Regions from separate parts of the Mus musculus genome. Here regions 2, 3 and 4 are each linked to region 1. Evidence: chromatin contacts called from public HiChIP or PLAC-seq and Micro-C data. All regions are on one chromosome and are shown on one strand. The core of a region is the stretch at or near the end of the contact, and the rest is flanking DNA. Distances in the headings are between cores, read along the strand shown.

What was found. Hi-C and Micro-C count contacts between places; a contact is called where the count stands out from the background. HiChIP or PLAC-seq counts read pairs in DNA pulled down with a chosen protein or histone mark.
Region 2: a contact with region 1 is called in a Micro-C map of embryonic stem cells, with 4 times the contacts expected there. The contact joins two enhancer-like sites. A contact is called at or near these places in 1 of 484 Hi-C or Micro-C datasets (embryonic stem cells) and 2 of 115 datasets of contacts at active chromatin or transcription factors (embryonic stem cells and pancreatic cancer cells).
Region 3: an H3K27ac HiChIP or PLAC-seq map of embryonic stem cells shows a contact between it and region 1, with 14 read pairs. The contact joins two enhancer-like sites. A contact is called at or near these places in 1 of 484 Hi-C or Micro-C datasets (embryonic stem cells) and 3 of 115 datasets of contacts at active chromatin or transcription factors (all in embryonic stem cells).
Region 4: an H3K27ac HiChIP or PLAC-seq map of embryonic stem cells shows a contact between it and region 1, with 11 read pairs. The contact joins two enhancer-like sites. A contact is called at or near these places in 2 of 39 promoter capture datasets (the 3T3-L1 cell line and hippocampal neurons), 6 of 484 Hi-C or Micro-C datasets (cerebellar granule neurons, embryonic stem cells, myocytes and 3 more), 7 of 115 datasets of contacts at active chromatin or transcription factors (embryonic basal ganglia and embryonic stem cells) and 1 of 9 other capture datasets (embryonic stem cells).

Annotation. Positions count from the first base shown.
Region 1 is chr10:85,538,683-85,541,445 of GRCm38.p6, forward strand. All of the region lies in intron 1 of Btbd11 (BTB (POZ) domain containing 11), which reads left to right. Among named protein-coding and RNA genes, the nearest start is that of Gm40731, 50 kb to the right of the region's middle. Within about 2 kb of position 1,324, at least 38 of the 459 cell types and tissues checked have an H3K27ac peak or open chromatin away from gene starts, as enhancers often do. A contact at or near this core is called in embryonic stem cells, where this site is marked.
Region 2 is chr10:85,049,630-85,052,392 of GRCm38.p6, forward strand. No RefSeq gene overlaps it. Among named protein-coding and RNA genes, the nearest start is that of Gm34633, 47 kb to the left of the region's middle. Within about 2 kb of position 1,367, at least 8 of the 459 cell types and tissues checked have an H3K27ac peak or open chromatin away from gene starts, as enhancers often do. A contact at or near this core is called in embryonic stem cells, where this site is marked.
Region 3 is chr10:85,070,607-85,073,369 of GRCm38.p6, forward strand. No RefSeq gene overlaps it. Among named protein-coding and RNA genes, the nearest start is that of Fhl4, 31 kb to the right of the region's middle. Within about 2 kb of position 1,380, at least 12 of the 459 cell types and tissues checked have an H3K27ac peak or open chromatin away from gene starts, as enhancers often do. A contact at or near this core is called in embryonic stem cells, where this site is marked.
Region 4 is chr10:85,208,975-85,211,737 of GRCm38.p6, forward strand. No RefSeq gene overlaps it. Among named protein-coding and RNA genes, the nearest start is that of Cry1, 25 kb to the left of the region's middle. Within about 2 kb of position 1,362, at least 11 of the 459 cell types and tissues checked have an H3K27ac peak or open chromatin away from gene starts, as enhancers often do. A contact at or near this core is called in embryonic stem cells, where this site is marked.

The DNA.
Region 1 (2,763 bases), core at 74-2,573:
CCTTTGTTGTCCCACTCTTTAATAGAAATACCTGATACTTCCTGTCACTTCCTTCAAGCCTCTACTTTAGGGCTTCTTCTTCATCATTTTCTGCCATTTCCTCTGTGGCCCCTACTGCCTGTTGCTGGCATATTTGAGTCATGTTGTTAGAGTGTTGATTTGAAACACAAGTACTAGGCACAAATATCAAGGCTTTCCAGTACTTTGCTACCATATCCTAAGAACCTAGAGCATTGCCTGGCGCCTAGTAGGTGCTCAGCTAATGCTCACTGAATGAGAGAATGAGCTAAGCTTTTAACCCTTGACTTTCTTGCTTCTCCAGTTAATTCTCTCATTATGCCACCAGTGTTAGAGTCACATTAACCTTCCCATTGTCTCCGTTCCTTGCCTCTTATACCAAGTCTCTAGAGCAGCACAGCTCCCACAGTGCACTAAGCCCAGAGGGAAGCTAGCCCTAGCTCATCCCTAGCTGGGCAGGAGGAAAAGCTGGCTGCCTGTGGCTCTCAGAGGGAAGGACAGCTTGTGAGATCGCATTCAGCCACTTCCTGCTTGTGACTCCATTCTACCTGCCCTACCTCTCTGTGTCTTGTTTCTGGCAGTCTCCACTGCCCTTCTCGCTGCCTCCCTGGCTGCCTGGACTGAAAGTTCCTCGAAAGCAGGGCATGAAGCTTCTTCAAGTCCTTGGCATCCCAAGTCGGATAACCTGGATAACCTTGAATTTGTTAGACCAGTGGAAGTGGGGATAGAGGTGGGAAGAGAGGATGGAAATGCAGTGTGAGATCACTGTTTCTAGAAAATGGGCTGTGAGTTGAGAGAGAAGCATAGCGCCTTGTAGGTGAAGGTGGAGATTCTGGCCGGTTAATAAAGTCCTCTGTGATCTGCAGCTGCCTGTGTCCACTTACCACCCTCCGCTCTGGCACTTCCCCCACATGCTGAGCACCTGCCTCTGGGCCTTTGTTCCTCCACTGACTGTCCTCCAACAACAATTATAATGATAATAGCAGCTGCCATTATTGAGCTATTTATAGAGAGCAAGCTGTATTTCACTCATTTAATCTTCCAGCAGCAAGGCAACTGATGGCTGTGCTGGAAGTTCTCCATTATTCTATAGTATTCCCAAGGAAACTAGTGCTTCAGGGGAGGCTAACTAAATGCATCAGCGCTGTGGGCCAAACCCAGCTTCCAGAACTCAAGCTCTTTGAATTGCTCTGTGGAGTCTGATTCTCAAATCCCAGCTGGTACTGAGTCCCTAGGAAACATCCAAAACGGAGGCTGCCTTGGGCTTGCCTGGGGCGGCTTCACGGGACCACACAGGACAATACAGGGCGTAGTCTGACCTCTGCTGTTTCTTCCACAATATTCCAGCTGGTGGAGGCCTGTATTCACAGCTAAGCTGGAGGCCTTGGGCCTCAGGCATCGACCCAACCTGCTCAGGTATTTGCATTTTCTGAAGGTCAGCACGCCCTTCCTTAAGCAGGTTTTAGACTCCCCATCTCAGTGGGCCCTGGCACCCATTTCTAGAAAGGATCTACACTGATGTTTCCTCCACTCTCATTCTGAGGTGCTCTGGGTCCAATATTTCTAAGATCTCTGAAAAGGAAACTCGTGCTTGGGCAAACTGTGAACCAGGAACTGTGCTCACACTAGCAGAAAAAGGGCTTGTTTCACATAGACAGAGGGCAAACTAAACCAGCCCTAAATCTGCTTCCTGCTGCCAAATCTTTTTAAAATAAAAGAGGAGCTCCAAACTGGTGGTATAGACATAAAAAAAAAAAAAAAAAAAAAAAAAAAAAAAAAAAAAGCTCTGACTTTCTATTTTGTTTCTTCATAAATCTAACAGTAAAAGAAAGCCTTCTAGCAGTGACTGGGTTATTGACTTCCTAAATCTTTAGCTCCAAAGAACTTCATTTACTTACTTTATTAGCAAACATTTATCGACTCCATTCACTGTGCCAGCTTGTCCATATATATTATCCCATTTCTGCCTCTCCACCAGTCATGGCGAGAGCAATATCAAACACTGCGAAGGGTGGAATAGGGCCAGGACAACCAAGTCAGAGCCGGGCAACCCCCACGAAAGGTGGCGAAGTGGGCATTAGCAGTGAGCTGTGTCTCTTCCAAGGCTCCATCCCTCCCGTTCGCTGGGAAAGCCGAGCTGCTGGCAGGATCTTCGCTTTCAGCTTCTCACTCCATGGAAGACTGAGCCCAGGTTGGCAGCCAGCGCCAGCACAGTCTACTCTCTTGCAGCCAGAGACAGAGGAGGCAGAGCCCAACCCTGTGCCAAGAGAACCAGACCCACGTTGTCACCCCACCCTCAGCATGGCATATGCATCTCCTGATCCTGGCTACTTCCGTTGCTGCATCACAACTCTAGGTTACTCACAGGAAGCACCAAAGATAGGCAACCTGTAGGCCAAGAGTGTCAAGCCACCATACGTACTGTAGTTATGGTTCAAAGGAAGACCATTCAAATTCAGAGACTGTCCTAAACTATTACCTTTTGGTGCCTCCAAATCATCACATCACCATAATTAATAATTAATAATAATAATAATAATAATAACAACAACAGGTTCTTCTACTTTAGTGTAGTGTTTTTGAAAAGATAAAGAGAGAAGGGGTATGTTCTATGGAGGTGTGATGAGGTATGGGGGGAGGGGCTATCTCACTGGGCCCATGCCAAGGCATCCCTTCCTCTTGACAGATCAGCCATGCAATGGTATAGTGTAGACTAGAATAGAGTTTATTAAGGGCATGAGAAGG
Region 2 (2,763 bases), core at 117-2,616, 490 kb before region 1:
CCCAAATGACACATGCTAACAGGATGGATGCAAACACAGAATCCATCATTCTGCTACATACAAGAAACACATGTCAACAATAAAGATAGACATTATCTCAGAATAAAAGGCTGGAAAAGTTTTTCAAGCAAACGGACCCAAGAAGCAAGCTGGAGTAGCCATCCCAATGTCTAATGAAATTGACTTTCAACCAAAATTAATCAAAAGAGACAGGGATTAATCCCAGCACTCGGGAGGCAGAGGCAGGCAGATTTCTGAGTTAGAGGCCAGCCTGGTCTACAAAGTGAGTTCCAGGACAGCCAGGGCTACACAGAGAAACCCTGTTTCAACCCCCCCCCCCCAAAAAAAAAAGAAAAAGAAAAAGAAAAGGGAGACAGAACAACAAACACTGAGGAAATTCAAAGAATCATTAGGTCTTACTTCAAAAGACTATACTGCATAAAATTGGAAAATCTAAACAAAATGGATGTTTTTCTAGACAGATACCACTTACCAAAGTTAGACCACAGTCAGGTAAACTATTTAAACAGTCCTATAATCTCTAAGGAAATAGACGCAGTCATCAAAAGTCTCCCACCCACCCCCAAAAGGCACAGATGGTTTTAGTGCAGAATTCCATCAGACATTCAAAGAAGAGCTAATATCACTATTCCTGAAACTATTCCACAAAATAGAAGCAGAAGGTACACTGCCAAACTCATTCTATGAGGCCACAGTCAACCTGATACCTAAACAACCCAGAGACTCAACAAAGAGAACTTCAGATTGATTTCTGTTATGAACACTGGTGCAAAAATACTCAACAAACACATCAAAAACATCATCCACCATGATCAAGCAGGCTTTATCCCAGGATGCAAAGGACCAGCCTCCACTTGGAGAGGGGTTCTGAGGAAGGGGTGTCTGGGAGAGGAGAAAACAAACGACTGGAAGTCAAATTGTGTGCAAGCTGACTGGCCTATGGTTTGCTGGAGACAGCCTTCCAGCTCACTTTCTCTCTGTTCTGCCTTCTTGCTCTGATCTGCTTTTTTTCTCTCTCTCTCTCTCTCTGATCTGCTTTTTCTGGAGATCTCCAGTCAGCTCTCTCTTTCTCTAGGTTCTGCTTGAGACAGTTCTCTGAGCCCGTTCTCTCTGACTATTGTAAAGATTCTCTGCAGATCTCATCTCCTGCAGATCATAAGCCCAGTCTTTTACTTTACATATCATACTAGTCATTTACTTCAGGTTTCTGTTTGATAATCCGGTGACTCAGCATCCTATGACCCAGCCCTTTGATTCTTAGGAGACAGCAAGCACACAGGTTCTTTTAACATTGCAAACGAATTCAGAGATCTGCTGGCCTCTGAAGCACAGGTGGTATGCTAGCTGGGTGGGATCCCATCCTGAAATTACCATTTCTATCATACCTGGGCCTAACCTTGCTACCTTGCTGTTTCCCACCGTGATCCTGAACTCAGGAATTTGCCTGCTTTTGTAAGCATAAACAGAAAATTTAGTTGGGTGGATCTCCTCCAATCACCACTCCCTAAACCCCCCCCCCTCTCTCTCTCCTCTCTCTCTCTCTCTCTCTCTCTCTCTCTCTCTCTCTCGTTTTTTTTTCGAGACAGGGTTTCTCTGTGCAGCCCTGGCTGTCCTGGAACTCACTCTGTAGACCAGGCTGGCCTCAAACTCAGAAATACACCTGCCTCTGCCTCCCAAGTGCTGGGATTAAAGGCATGCACCTCCACACCCGGCTCCTAAATCTCGTTAACGCCTTCTTTAGTATCTTTCTGACAGGCTGGCTCATAGTGCATCTGCCTCAGTTCCTTTAAGTCTGTGAAGCTCCTCATATAATTCATATTCCATCCTTGGTTTTTGCATGGTTGAGAAATTATATATTTTCAAACTCATGTTTTTAGAGTCATTTTCTACACCTTTAAGGGCTGTCCTGAAGATCTCAGCATTTACCATTTTGCTGAGACATTAGCCACACCTTTGCCTCCCAGACTCCTGCTGTCTCTTATTATCATGGAGTCATTAACAGTGTTAACAAGGAGGGCAGTCTTTAAAGGATGAATGTAAAATATGAACAAACCAACCAGGAGGCCCTCCCGACCCCCCCCCTCCTCTGTCTTTGTCCCAGAGGCAGGAACCACCCCTGCTGGACCCGACACCAGCGGATGGTTCAATATACAAAATCCATCTATTTAATCCACTATATAAACAAGCTGAAAGAAAACATCACATGACATCTCATCAGATGATGAAAATGCCTTTGGGAAAATCCAGCACTCCTTCATGTTAAATGTATTAGAGAAATCAAGGATACGGGGCACATACCTAAACATAATCACAGCAGTCTACAGCAAGCAATAGCCAACATCAAACTAAATGGAGAGAAACTTAAAGCAATCCCACTAAAGTCAGGAACAAGACAAGGCTGCCCACTCTCTCCCTATCTACTCAATATAGTACTTGATGTTGTAGCCAGAGCAATAAGACAACTAAAAAAGATCAAGGGATACAAATTAGAAAGTTGTCAAAGTATCGCTATTTTCCAATGATATGATAGTACACAGCAGAGACTTGATGTGCCAGGGTTGGGGGATACTACAGGGAACCCTACCCACTCAGAGGAGAAGGGGAGGGGAAGAGGATTGTGGGAGAGGGTGACACAAGGGGGGGGGGGAACAGTGAGCGGGATGTAAAGTTAGTTAGTTAGTTAGTTAGTTAGTTAGTTAGTTAGTTAATTCTAAAAAGATGATTTCTCTGTAGACAGGAGAG
Region 3 (2,763 bases), core at 130-2,629, 470 kb before region 1:
GAGTTCAAGCATGCAATCGATCATGCTAAATGTGTCACCAGAGGTAACTGCAGGTAGTGAATAGCAGAACATCAGAGTAAGCCAGTGAAAACCAGGATACCAGAGTGAGCTGAACAGAGAATTATGAGAAAGACTTTTGGGTCAGTTTAGTATGATTACTAAAAAGTGTTGAAAGACGGCTCCTGTTTACTACACATGGTTGAGACATAACATCTGGGATTTTAATTTCAAATGATGTGAGCTCAAAATCCACTATCATTTTGTTTTCATTTGTGGGTTATTGGTATGCATTCTGTAGGTTTTTGTTTTTAGGATTCCTTTTGCTTTTTAAATTAATTTATTTTATATATGTGAGTACACTGTTGCTATCTTCTGACACAGCAGCAGAGGGCATAGGATCTTATTACAGATGGTTGTGAGCCACCATGTGGTTGCTGGGAATTGAACTCAGGACCTCTGAAAGGTCAGTAAGTGCTTTTAACTGCCAAGTCATCTCTCCAGCTCCCATTCTGTATTTTTAAAATTCTGGTATTTTTGATTAGTATTAAAATCATGTAATTCTACATATTTTCTGTAAGGGCCTGAAAATTGCTGAAGGAAGACCCCAGACTCATATAGTATGCAAAAACAAAGAGCATTTATTTTGCAGAAACAACCAGTATGGGTCACCACTATTTCAGCATGGTGATGTAAATAAAGACACTTGAGCCCTTTTTGTAACAAAACTGCTTAATTGCTTCTGAGATAACCACAGACTTCTAAAAACTAGAGCACATTCCAAGGGGTTACAAAAACCTTTAGCTGAAGGTTATAAAGAAGGAGCTAAAGATATGCACTGCAGGTGCAAACACTGGAGATAAAATATTGACTGGGTTTATCTATTCAAAACTTCAAGGATAGCTTAGTTATGATTTTTAACTGTCCATGAACCTGTAAGCTCATAACAAATGATGAATGTTTAGCCAGATAATTACTCCTAGTGGATATGCATGTAGACATTCTCTGTTATAAACCTCTTATTCAGTTTATGACCTGAATTTATGTGCAGACTCTTAGTGAATTTTTTACCATGTGATCAAGCACTCTGAAAGTCATACAAGTGCTGAGAGTAGAGACAGGCCTCTTTTCCCTTCTGGAGGCTTCAACTTAGAGCCATGCAACTCCTGCAGAGATAGAATAAAAGACTTCTTTACCTAGCCTTTTGTTTGTACTATAAGGTGCTAAACCAGAGACAATTTTTTTAGCTGTAACCTCCCCCCAGCCTGAAGCAGGCTGAGCCAGACCTTGACCTTGCTGCCACTAAGAGGAGATTACCTAGGGTGGAGCCTTCCTGCCTTGACCACTCTATTGTTCAGCCACTGCCACTGTTCTCCTTCAAGATAGTGCTACCTGCTGGGAGGCCACCGGAGACTACACCCTATCCTGCAAGTCTCACTTGCAGCTGGGCTCCAAGGATGAATTGGCGGGAATGGGTCTCCCCACCTCTTTATAAGCGCATTTGCCATTAAACGTTTGAGCTTTGATCAGGAATCTTGACTTAGCTCCTTTTTTCTCTCAACCGCCTAGTTGCCTAGTTTCCCCTCTCTTTTCAGCCCTGGCTTGCCTCCCTGGTGTACCCCATTTCTTGTGAGCCGCAGGCCGGCTTACAACACTTAGTCTCAGATTAACTCAAGCAGATCAGCTGCAGAAGCAAAGTACCTTATACTTAGGATGAGTAGCAAGTGGTTTATGACCTAGTTTCTAAATGGAGACAAAATAGAATAAAAAGGACCCTTCATTTATAAACTGGCACATTCCACTAAGTCTCGTTTCCCCTGCCATGTTGAAACCTTTGAAACTTTAAGCCAGCCCAAATGAAAGGTTTTCCTTTATAAGAGTTGCTGTGGTCGGGGCTGGAGAGATGGCTCAGTGGTTAAGAGCACTAACTGCTCCTCCAGAGGTCCTGAGTTCAAATCCCAGCAACCGTATGGTGGCTCACAACCATCCGTAATGAGATCTGACACACTCTTCTGGGGTGTCTGAAGATAGCTACAGTGTAGTTACATGTAATAAATAAGTCTTAAAAAAAAAAAAGAGTTGCTGTGGTCATGGTGTCTATTCATGAACAGCATACTGTTTTTGAAAGATGTATATGGTGTGCTGCCCCCAAATAGTGCTTCATTATATGGATATACAGTTAATTCTTTTTATTTCTGTCATTTGTAAGGTTTCGATGAACACTGGATTATCAAACACTGAACCACTGTCCCAGAGGGAATATAAGGTTAGGTTCCTGTTGAATGTCCCATTTTCTTCAATCAATACATCACCAGCTAAGGCTGTTGGTTAGTTGTTGTTATTGTTAATTGTAGTGGTTTGAAGAGAAATAACCCCATAGATGCATGTGTTTGAATGCTTGGTCCATAAGAGTGTCACTATTGGGGGGGGGGGAAACATATGGCCTTGTTGGAGGAAGTGCGCCACTGTGGGAGAGGGTTTTTGAGGTCTCAGATGCTCAAGCTAGGCCTAGTGTGGTTTTCACTTCTGCTGCCTTTAGGACCTGGATGTAGAATTCTCAGCTACCTATCCAGCACCATATCTGCCTATATGTTGCCAAGCTTCCTGCCATGATAATACTAGACTAAATCTCAGAAACTGTGATCCAGCCCCAATTAAATAAGTGTTGTGCTTTATAAGAGCTGCCATGGTCATGGTGTCTCTTTACTGCAATAAAACCCTAAGACACTGATTAAATCTGGTTAAAACAGGGGGGCTTTGTTTCCA
Region 4 (2,763 bases), core at 112-2,611, 330 kb before region 1:
ACAGAGGTTTCTTTACTGAACTTGGTCACCATTTTGGTTACACTGGCTGGTCAGCAAGTCCCCGTGACGTTTCCTAAAGTGTTGGAGTTATAGGCCTGTGCAGCCATGCTGGGCTTTTCTGCATGGATGCTGGGTATCTGAGCATGGGTATCATATCATGCTTGTGCAGGAAGCATTGTACTTACTCACTGAGCCATCTTCCAAACCTTAGCTTTAGAACACAGTACATTCACCTAATTTGGTTTTGAAAAACAGTTGTACAGTTCATTCCAAAATATTCTCTCCTTATCTTTCATTTGTTTTTGAGATGGGGGCCTTTCATTGTGGGCTTCAAGGTCACTCTGCCTCCACCCTCCTGAGTGCCCATCCCAATTCTGATTTGCATTATAATATGTTTTAGGACTTGATTGTTTGTGACTTTTAAATATATATCACCTTTTATCCCTTTCTTCCTTCCTCTTCACCTTCATTCTATTCTTTGTTTATTTGTTTTGTTCTGACTCTTTGAGATAGGATCTCCTGTAGCCCAGGCTGGCCTTGAATTTGTTATGCAGCAGAGGATGAGGGCAGCCTTGATCTTCTTGCCTCCCCTTCCCAAATGTTTGGATTTCTTGGCCTCACCATATTACCATATCTGACTGTCTGATTGTTTCTCTTTTAAAATCAATTTCTCAGTATCAATTAATTACAGATGGTCAGAGATTTGTTGAGACTATTTCATGGTTAATGCAAGTCACTTTTCCCCCACAGGTTATTCCATAGAGCTTGAAAAGAATGAGGTAAATATTACATCAGGCTTGTTCATGGCTAGCAAAAACATTTTCCGAAGCTTACTGATCTAGTTGTTTTTGTAACCATATACTTTTCTTGGATCTAATCTCTTGGCTTGTTGTATAGGATTTTTGTGTTTACTCTGCTTCATGGTTGTGCCTCTCCTGAAGCACTATTTGGATCCTGTTTGATACTGCAGAAATACATGTGTTGAGTGTATCTTGCCACGCCATGTGAAATCACCATGTGAAAGACTTGATGACTTGACCCTGCATGTATTATGCTGCTTCCTCACCAGGTCAGCTTTGTATCTTTTCCATTCTGGAACCGAGGCTGGAGGAGCACCTCATGCTTGGAATAGATGTTGTATGGGGATGAAGAGAGCAGATCTACCAGAAAGATAACAAAGCTTCAATTTGGACAAGACATACAACATTTCTGTGCACATGCCATTAAGCAAGCAATCTGCATGGTCAGGCCTGATGTCTTGGAGACTGGGGTGAAAAGGTCAGCTCAGAAACTTTGGGAAGGTCATGGAACTCTTGCCTCTCTGGAAGGGAGAGGCTAATTAACATTCGTCAGACCACAGGGCGGGAACTGACCTGCCCATGGGGACACATTCCACAGGACGGACCAGTTCCCACCTTCAGACAAGGGAAGACTTTGTCACCTCATTCCCTAAAGACCAATCAGTTTAAAGGGTGCACTGTTCCACCAATCATACTGTGCCTAGTTGCTGATGCTCTATTCTGCCTCTGGAAACCATATAAAAACTTGCTGACCAGGTGCTAGGGGTCACCACCTCTCCTTTGAGTCTGGGACGAACCCAGTGCACTGGAACAATAAATTCCTCTTGCTTTTTGCATTGATCTTGACTCCACATGGTTCACTCAAGGGGTCCCCAGTAAGCTAAGGCTCCCTGGAGTCTTACAGAGGAGTTATCATCCTCTCACAGGGAGGGAGAGAAGAAGTGTAGGAAACAGCCACACAACAACCCTGCCTCTTGGTTATCTTTGAGTAGCCTCTGCACAGAATTGCTTGTAAAAGTAACTTTTATTCACCTGACGTAAATGTTGTCTGAAGCTTACTGCAGAGTAAGCTCACCCTTTCTAGTTCATTCTAAACTCTGGCTGCCTGGTTTGACTCAGCTGTTCTGGTTCAAATGCCTCTCCAAGCGACTGATTCTGAAAGAAAGAAAACTAAATTCAAGACTTCAAAGCCCTAGCCAGAATGTTTATTCAAGGTCCATGACTCATGTGGCTTGCTAGTTAGGAGGGCTTTTGGGCTTAGAGCAAAGAACAAAAGCTGTAAAGTCATCCCAGGAACCAACTAGCCATAAAGATAGGGAAGACATACAAGAAATCCGGACTGGCCCAGCGCCTCCCTATCTCCCACCCTTCTGACCGGTTAAATGTTAACCAGATGCTCTGCTGTTACCTTGATCTGCATGTAGAGTCTGTTGATATTTAAATGAACCAATCATGTGAAACCGTGCCAATTCCTCCCCCAGCCCCAGACCCTTTTCTATAAAAGCCCCTAGCTTTCAAGCCTCGTGGTCGAATCCACTGTCTCCTGTGTGAGTTACGTTTTGACCCGGAGCTCGGCCATTAAACTACCTCGTGTATTTACATCAAGACGGTCTGTTCATGATTCTTTGGGTGCACGCCGAATTGGGAATTGAGTGGGAGTTTCCCCACTAGGTTCTTTCAATTCAATCTGACTTCTCTCAGCTTCTCACTAAATTGCTTTGCTTGACCTCATATTAACTCTGGTAATTTGTTCTAATCTTCTGGATCCTTTCCTATTCTCTGGCTTCAGCTGCCTCTGCTGACCTGCACTGAACTGCATGGACTCAGGAGCGAACTCAGCTCTGCTGCACTGCACTCACTGCACTGAGTACACTGCATTCACTGTACTGCACTGCACTGACTACACTGCACTCGCCACACTGCACTCTGTGCACAACACTCGCTGCACTGACTACACTGCATT